Regions from separate parts of the Sus scrofa genome. Here region 2 is linked to region 1. A link is a contact called in public HiChIP or PLAC-seq data. All regions are on one chromosome and are shown on one strand. Each heading gives the region's core, a stretch centred on a gene start, on an enhancer-like site or on the middle of the called end of the contact. The rest is flanking DNA. Distances are from core to core; before and after follow the strand shown. Region 1 overlaps ABCD3 (ATP binding cassette subfamily D member 3). Region 2 holds the start of ABCD3 (ATP binding cassette subfamily D member 3).

What was found. HiChIP or PLAC-seq counts read pairs in DNA pulled down with a chosen protein or histone mark.
Region 2: a contact with region 1 is called in an H3K27ac HiChIP or PLAC-seq map of skeletal muscle. The contact joins the promoter of ABCD3 here to the enhancer-like site in region 1. A contact is called at or near these places in 7 of 47 Hi-C or Micro-C datasets (embryonic fibroblasts, epiblast stem cells, fibroblasts and 2 more) and 1 of 2 datasets of contacts at active chromatin or transcription factors (skeletal muscle).

The regions. Positions count from the first base shown.
Region 1 is chr4:122,878,988-122,883,272 of Sscrofa11.1, forward strand. ABCD3 (ATP binding cassette subfamily D member 3) reads right to left here. Exons shown (of 23, transcript NM_001244133.1): 6 at 4,218-4,285; 7 at 3,744-3,867; 8 at 1,316-1,372. Among named protein-coding and RNA genes, the nearest start is that of ABCD3, 48 kb to the right of the region's middle. Within about 2 kb of position 2,389, at least 2 of the 83 cell types and tissues checked have an H3K27ac peak or open chromatin away from gene starts, as enhancers often do. A contact at or near this core is called in liver and skeletal muscle, where this site is marked.
Region 2 is chr4:122,927,522-122,931,806 of Sscrofa11.1, forward strand. It overlaps ABCD3 (ATP binding cassette subfamily D member 3), which reads right to left and starts at 1,919. Exons shown (of 23, transcript NM_001244133.1): 1 at 1,742-1,919. The coding sequence starts at 1,851. LOC102161678 (a long non-coding RNA gene) reads right to left here. Exons shown (of 7, transcript XR_002343596.1): 7 at 4,241-4,285.

The sequences.
Region 1 (4,285 bases), core at 1,139-3,638:
CCAGCTGCCATACTTTCTAATGTGGTAAAGTGCCTCCTCACCCACGGACCCCGTCCACGGAGAAGCGTCAAGCGTGCCTTTCCAAGCGCATCGAAGGCTCTTCCCTCTTTCCCACAGAAGCCCATGTGCTGCCACAGTGAAAAAACTGCTGCCTGACACACCATTCAGAGATGTTCTCCTGTCTGGCAAGCCTGCTGTTCCCAACGGAGGCCTCCTCACCATCCTCAAAGCCGCTCAAGTATCAGCTCCAATTCTCCTGGACGCTGAATACATTATTCAACCTCCCATGACTGGACCTACCACTCTGCACTACAATTGTCTGAATACCTACCCTGTCACCAGATCATAATTCCTCTTCAATAGGAACTGTGTCTTACTCATCTTTTTATTCAGACTACCTAGCACAATACGTATGGAATACAGCGTACATTCAAGATCTCTTAAATTCAATGATTGATCCAATGCACTTCAATGATTACTAGAAGTACAGGCAAAAGAGATAACTAGTACATGGAGATACATTTAAGTATTCTAAAACATGTAATAAGTACCATTAAAATATTATAATATACATATAAAAAGATATTAAACCTAGTCACTTGTTTATAGTAAAAACAAGTTATAAGAATGACTAAATCTGATATCAAAAGTTTAGGAAGATAGACAAGAAAATTAAAATTTAAAAACTGCTTTCCCCAATGTTCTGGAATGAACAAAAATCACTCTATAAATTTACTAATCAATTACAAAAACTATACACACACACATGTACATATATATATAAAACAACCACACTATTATATGGCTTTGTCATAAATATATAATAATAATATTACATATTAAATGACTAAAGTTAGACTTTAATGAGAATACTCAGAACATTTAAAGGTTATTCTTACCAACATAAATATCAGAGAGAAGGAGCAAGAAGAGAATCTACCATTTATATTATAAAATATTCTGGAAACTGTTACAGCCTTTCCAAAAGTATTTCTGACATTTTCAAATTTCATATTAAAACAGCAGTCTCCAAATCTCTTTTTAGACATTACTCTGCAACAATAAATACATCTATGTTCAAAGTTTAAGTCCTCCTGGTTATTAAAGCCACAAAAATTATCTGACTTAAGGAAAATTGAGTCAAACCAGAATACATGGAAAATCTCGAATACAGTATTATTTTATAACCAGACTTTGTTAGGTACATCTTAGAAAAACACATTCTTTGAGATACATGAAAATTCTTATAAACCATCCAGCCATTCGCATCACAGTCTCACAGCAAATGTAAAAGACAGAATAACAGTAAACTTACCTGAGCTCCTATTGCACTCGTTAACTTGAAGATATATAAAACTATGTCTAAAAATGGCTGTAAAATAAACATTAGAAGGTAGAGAATTAAAAAGAACTAGACTGCCCAGACTGATAGCTAATACAACATGTTAAATACAAAATGCTACTCAAAATCTAACACATAATTGTCAACATGCAGAGTTCCCACTACGTGTAATGTACTGGAACAGTATGCAGCTCAATGAATACATAAAAGACACAGTACTTATTCTCAAGAAACTCCGAATGGAGACAGCCTGACCAAAACTACTCATCACCAGTAAGAAAAATATTTATCATTTTCCATCAGCGAAGGCAGCTCTACTGTGATAATTAACCATTATTCACTTTGCAGTTTCTCAATGTAGTACAAAGACACTGAATAAAATGACCTCAGTTGTAACCACTGACATACCACAAGCTACATCTATTTTGAAGTGTTTTTCAAGACACTCAAATTGTGTTCATTTACTTTAAGTCCACAGCTACCCCTTGCTGACTAAAATCTGCATTACTGCTAGGACAGGTGGCTTAGTTTATTAATTGACTTATACTAAGATGAACCTTTTCTCTCTTGCCTTATAAATTATCAAGAAGTTAAACATATTTATACACATACTTAGACATATAAAACTCAAGTACATTTAAATCACTGACAAAAATAATGACTCACAATTTAAGTCAGAGTTCAGATGATATTTTAAAAAGTAAATGTACTGTAATATACAGCACTATTGCAATTAATTTGATAATATTTTTCTCTATGCAGATTTGACAAGTCCAGAGCTAGAGACCTGCTCAAGTGCCAGGATGTGATAAAGAATATACAATGGTGTCTATAGAATCACATGAAAAATATTATGTACAGGCCCCTCACCCCTAGAGAACAACTTTAAAATGTGGTAATGGGGGGGGAGGGAAAAAGCAGAATTACTGAATAATTTGTAGTTGTAGGGGTTTTTAGAGTTCGGATCAGTAGTAAAGACTTAGCTAAATAAAGAACAAAGTTTGGCAGGAGGCGAAAAGGTATCTTAGTAGCAGCTTTCACGGGGGTGAAGTTCCTGTGGATACTGTCACTCTTCCAAGAACTGCCTGACCTCCTTCCATCCACACGAGCAATCTTACTCTTAGATACCACCTGACTCCTTTACACAGCTTTTCTTTTTTTTTTTTTTTTGGTCTCAAGACTGGATGTGTGGGAGTTCCTGTCGTGGCTCAGTGGTTAACGAATCCGACTAGGAACCATGAGGTTGCAGGTTCGATCCCTGGCCTTGCTCAGTGGGTTAAGGATCCGGCGTTGCCGTGAGCTGTGGTGTGGGTCACAGACACGGCTCGGATCTGGCGTTGCTGTGGCTCTGGCGTAGGCTGGTGGCTACAGCTCCAATTACACCCCTGACCTGGGAATCTCAATATGTCACAGGAAGTGGCCCTAGAAAAGACAAAAAACAAAACAAAAAAAAAGACTGGATATATGGATCCACTGTGGTCAGTCTGAGAAAAGCTCTGGCCGCAGACTGCAGCAGCCATGTGGACTGGACCGGGAAATGGGGCATCTGAGATGAAGAGGAAGGGGAGTGGGCAGATAGTCTCACAGTCCCGCCAGTGCTCCAGCAACCACCACGAAGACGGCTTAATGAGAAGACCATAGCGAAAGCTGTAGGGTGGCGAGGGGGAGAGGGTGATACGCAAGAACTGACGTAATTAGCAGGAAGGAAACCGGTCTGGCCTGTCATCAGAGTCAAAAGTTTTCCACTCTCCTGGGAAGGAGCGGGATAAAAAGCACTCAGAAAGACTGAAATATAGTAATATCCTGCGAATTTTTTTTGACTATGACTTAAATGATCTATTAGAATTAGAGACACTGAAGGAGAGGAATGGGCAGGAAGACATCTTAACCTAGCGTTATGGATGTGGAATTAAAAATAAACTGACCATCAAACTCTAACAACTGCCAGAAGTAATACAAGTCAAGAGACAAAAAAAAAATCCAAATTTCTGTTGTTTTACTGAAATCAGCCTGCAAAATTCTTTTTTTAATTTAATTTTACTGAAGCATAGTTGATTTACAATGTTGTGCTCATTTCTGCTGTACAGCAAAGTGATTCGGTCATACATAAACACACCTCCCTTCCCGTACAGGTTATCATAGAACAGTGAATAGAGCCAGCTGGCAAAATCCTGGTGACGTCTTTAAATGACATTCATTCTCAGTTCTTGGCCAAAGCATGTCACAACAATACAAAAAATTAAGTAACTGTAGTTAAAACTACTGTAATAACTAGTATTTTCTTATAAAAGCATGAAATATTTATACGCTGCTATTATGGTCATCAAGTCAATTCTATATAAATTTGCTTAGATTCAAAATTCAACAAATTAACAACAACCAAAAGAATAGAGAGACTTACCTTACTAAGATTTGAATACAGATCAACTACACTGTTACAAAACTTTTCTACATCCTGCGTAAGCAGCTGGTCTGGATTAGCGATTCTGTTGTCCAGGTTTCCCATTTTATAGTATGTGAAAGCTCTAGAACAAGAGCAAGAAAATGACTATAAAACAAATGGTTTTAAAAACAAGAAAAAAATTCGCATTGTACTACGTAGTGTAAACTCATAGAAACAGAAAAATTGGGGGCTAGAAGCGGCAAATGAATGTATTTTAGAGACACAGAAGCAAGTCCAGAAAAGGAGGACTTGCCAGTTAAAGAGGAGCCAGGATTAGACACCAAAGAGCTGAGGTCTTTGCCTATACGCTTCCGGGTCTGGAAGAGCAAGTCCCATGAAAAACACATCCAATCGGAAAGAAAAACTTCGACATCTCAACATCCTAAGTGTTATTCAATTTAAGTATTTTTAATATAAAAATAGGTCACTTACTGGAGGTATTCCTCATAGAGGTACTTGGTTAGTCTTATTCGGAAGCACAGTTTGAGCTCATTTAACCC
Region 2 (4,285 bases), core at 669-3,168, 48 kb after region 1:
TAATAATGAATAAACACCTAAAATTATTTGCTAAGACAGATTCTATTATACTATTTTGTTCTTACTATTCCCATTAGATTATGTTTAAAATTTCCCTTACTCACTAATCAATGGCCTTATTAATTAGTAACTCCTTTAGCTGTGATTGGAAAAGACCTGAAGAGTTTCTGCACTGCTGATAATGTTACCTTGGTGCAGCTCTGGGTGGTGATTAAATGAATGAGCTCCATTTGTGAAACTCTTTCAAGCTCAACACTTAATGAGTATTTTTCCACAAGTATGCAACACTCCAATAAAACAAAAAAAAAATTTTTAATCATAAAAACAAGCTAGAGCTGCTAGGGCAGCTCATACTAAAATACGTGTTTCAGTTCTATGCGCTGAAACACGTCTCTGCAAAAATGTAATTCAAAGGTATTTTACATTTTCTATTGGCGTATTCCCAGGTAACAAACAACTTCCATCTGCAACTGGGAGCTCAGCAAGCATACAATTTAATAGAAAATTTGGTTTATATTTTCCAGAATTACTCATTTTAAAAGCAATCTGAATAGGAGAAACATGAATAGGTACAGTATTGTCTGGACAAAGATGCAAATCATTTTCAACTCTGTTAAACAGATTTAGGAAGGAAAAGAAAGGTCACCGATTCAGACTTTAATAAGATAAGGAAGTCAGGAGATGGTTAGTTAAGAACTTCATGGGAATTAAAGCCACTTGTCAGTGGTTTGGTCAAAAGTCTACTAATTAGATATAACGGGCAAATCAAAACAGAAGGCAAACAGTACCTGCCCAAATAAATAAATAAATAAAATGCATGAAAGCACTATGCCAAAATTTAATATGAAATATACAAGAGTGGCAGGAATGCTTAGGAAGTAGCCTTTTCTCATTCATTTGCTGAAGGAAAGTGACTCTTGGCAAATAAAAAATTATGTCAGTAACCCCAGAACAGTAACTCAATTCTCTCTCTCCCTTCTCTAATGTTATAATCTCCCCAAATTAAATCTAAACATTAAAATTCTCGAGGAGGCAAGCAGGGGAGTATAATCAAAGAGAATCCTAACCCTTACCTAAAACACTTTCACCTTCCACCTGCGAGTCAGGGAAGGGAACCTGGCCCTCCTAATACCTCGGAACCGATCAGCCTTTCCAGATGAAATGCCTGGGAGTTCAATGACCAACTCCAAGGGGACACCACTTTACAAGGCAACTTTGCCAAGCGGACCCAAGATAGTTTGTGTGAACCATCCTCGCGACTCTCAACAGCAACTACTAAGGAATCGTGCCAAAGCTCATCCAATGCTCTAGACCACAGCCTCTAGCCTGGTGAGTCCAGTCTCCATCCTCCCATCATACATACACGTCCACAAAGCAAACCCACGGTCTGGCAGGGGATGAGGTGGCAAAACTAAAACACACCCAGAAAGTTAATGCAGGAAGGAGGTGGTTTGGGGAGGACACGGGGAAGCCACGTCGGGACAGAGGCACAGGTTTGCCCACGGGCGCAGAGAAACGATTCCTTCACACCCCCGGGGGCAGAGTGAGCAGCCGGAAAGGCGGGCGGAGCGCAGGCAGCTCTGGGGCCGCCCGCGCCTCTGGGACACCGGGACACCCTGACATTGGAGCCTGGCAGCGGCGGCCGGCCCCTCTACGCTTGACCCCGCCGGGCAAAGATTGAGAGCGCGCGGGGAGCTCCCGCTCGGGCCCGGGAACGCGGCGCGGCCACGGGCCTTCTTACCCGTGCAGGCCGAGGGCGCGGCGCCGTTTGTGGAGCAGGCAAAGCAGCAGGAAGGCGGCCCCCGCCAGCGAGGAGTTTCGCACGGTCAGGTGCTTGCTGAAGGCCGCCATGGCACAGCCTGTGCGAGCGACTCGGGGACGGGGACCCGGGCGCGGCGGCGGCTACCTTAATGCAGGAAGCGCGGGGGAGACTGGGAGGAGAGGAGCGCGCCGAGGGAGGGCGGGGCCGGCCGCGCAGGGCCGCCCCCTGGCGCGGCCGCGCGCCGGAACCCCCGCCCCCGACCTCGGCTCGGCGGGAGCGCGCGCGGGCGCCGCGGAGGCCGGACAGTTCCCGGGATGCGCTCTGCGCACGCGCGGACCGTCGCAGGGTCACCGGGAGCGCGGGCGCAGAGACGGCCGCCGAGCCTCCCTCGGCAGCAACTCGGTGCTCCGAGGCCTCGGGGTGGCCCCCGCCTCGCCCCTACCCCCACTTCCGCGCGCGCGCACACCCAGGCTTTCTCAAGAACTGGAAAAGCGGGCCTGGCCTGCGCCGGGGCTTTGGTGGGACCAGCCACGCCACTCGCCTGGATGGGCTGTCACCACCCTCTTAAAGGCGCCTGGAGGAGAGGAACAGCCCGTCACAGATCATTTACTCAAAACTGAGCGCACAGTAATCCTTTAGATGAAAACACCTGTCGGGACAACGTGTGGAAATGGGGAAGGAGTGACTGCAAATCAAACACCTTTTTCCAAGCCAGCGGTGGCTGTAGGGGATGGTGCTATCGGTTTTCCGCCACTTTTTTTTTTTTAATGAATTCTGGTCGAACAGAACATAATAGAAAAAATCTCGGGGTGCATTTTGTGTAAAAGAATTGTTTTGAGAAAATGTTTTGCCAGTTTTTCGTATCTATGTGTCCTGAGGAGTAATACAAAATGTATTTCTTACTGTGGATCTGGTCAAACAGAAAGTTTGAGAAACGCTGTTGGCGAAGGGGCATTCAGAAATAACAAGCATGCGTTGTATTCACGCTGGCCTGACTCCCAGAATCAGAAAGGCATTACAGATTACAGCATTCTTCTGCTAGGCCCTGTGATACAGAAATCCCTCTCCTTAGCATTTGGACTGGGGAAATGTACGGTGACTCATGAGTTCTTGTCTTCAGTTGAGGAAACCAGAGAAAAGCAAGTGTGTCAGTCAGAAAATAAGTATATAAAATCTGCACAATAGGCGTATTAAAGTACTCCACATTAAAATAAAACACAAAACAATGGTTCCTTAGGAGTTTTCTCACCTAATAGAGATTACAAGAATTATTCAGGAAGAGGGAAAATTACTAATTCACTCATAAATTGCATAGCACTGTAAAAGCGTTAGAAACCCTGGGAGAAAGTGTATCACCTTGGAGTTAGTAGCAGTGAAGGTAGGGTGTGTAAGGTTAGTCCAAAATATATCCATTTAGTAAATATATTTCAAAGGAGAGATATATTTAGGAAGTAGACTATAGTTCAAAGGAAAGGTAAGGTAAGAATGTTACTCATTGGGCAAGGTGTTCTGAAAAACCCACCCTTGGCTCAAGAAGCATGGGTAATTTGTTTTGTTTTCTTTTTTGTTTTAGGCCATTTGGGAAGTTCCTGGGCCAGCTATCAAACCCACACCATAGCAGCAACCCAAGCCACTGCAGTTACTATGTGGGATCCTTAACCTGCTGAGCCACACTGCAACTCGTGATATGAGCTCAGATAACACCAAATGGTCATAAAGCCCTAGGGACAAAAATTGTAACCCAGCAAAGTTGGGTTTATTAACTTGCTGCAGCAAAAGAAACTGCATAGCAGAGGAATGGTGGGCATGTCTCCAAAAAAGGAAAGAAACTGGGATCATTATGGTGTTTGGAGTAGGGAAGAGTTAGGTCGACTCTAAATGACATAGTGCTTAACAGGCTCAGGGCAGTTCAGACCTACATGTAAAAGGATTCCTATCAGACCTGGGTTGGGACGCAGGCCAGGGATTCCATTTCGTTGAAAGAAAAATTTAAGATTAATGTAGAATATCTGAACAACCTTTTATCGGAACCTCTGCACTAAAATTGAGGCTACTTCTCCAGGTCAAAGTGACTTACATGGCACCCATTTCCCCAGGCAGGAAAGGAATAATCTGTTCGCACTAATATGTGTTCCAAAGAATGAAGTTTCTGCCAACCTAGGATTTTAGAGAAAGTTCCTTAGCACTGTATCCATTTATAATTAACGCAAGCAATTTTTCAGATTTACACTTTATAATAATAATAATTAAGGGGGAAAGTGTTTGGTTTTTTTGGTTTTTTTTTTTTTTTTTTTTTGCCTTTTCTAGGGCCACTCCAGAGGCATATGGGAGTTCCCAGGCTAGGGGTCTAATCAGAGCTGTAGCCGCTGGCCTACACCACAGCCACAGCAATGCAGGATCCAAGCCACGTCTGTGACCTACCCTACAGCTCATGGCAACGCTGGATCCCCAACCCACTGAGCAAGGCCAGGGATCGAACCCGCAACCTCATGGTTCCTAGTCGGATTCATTAACCACTGCGCC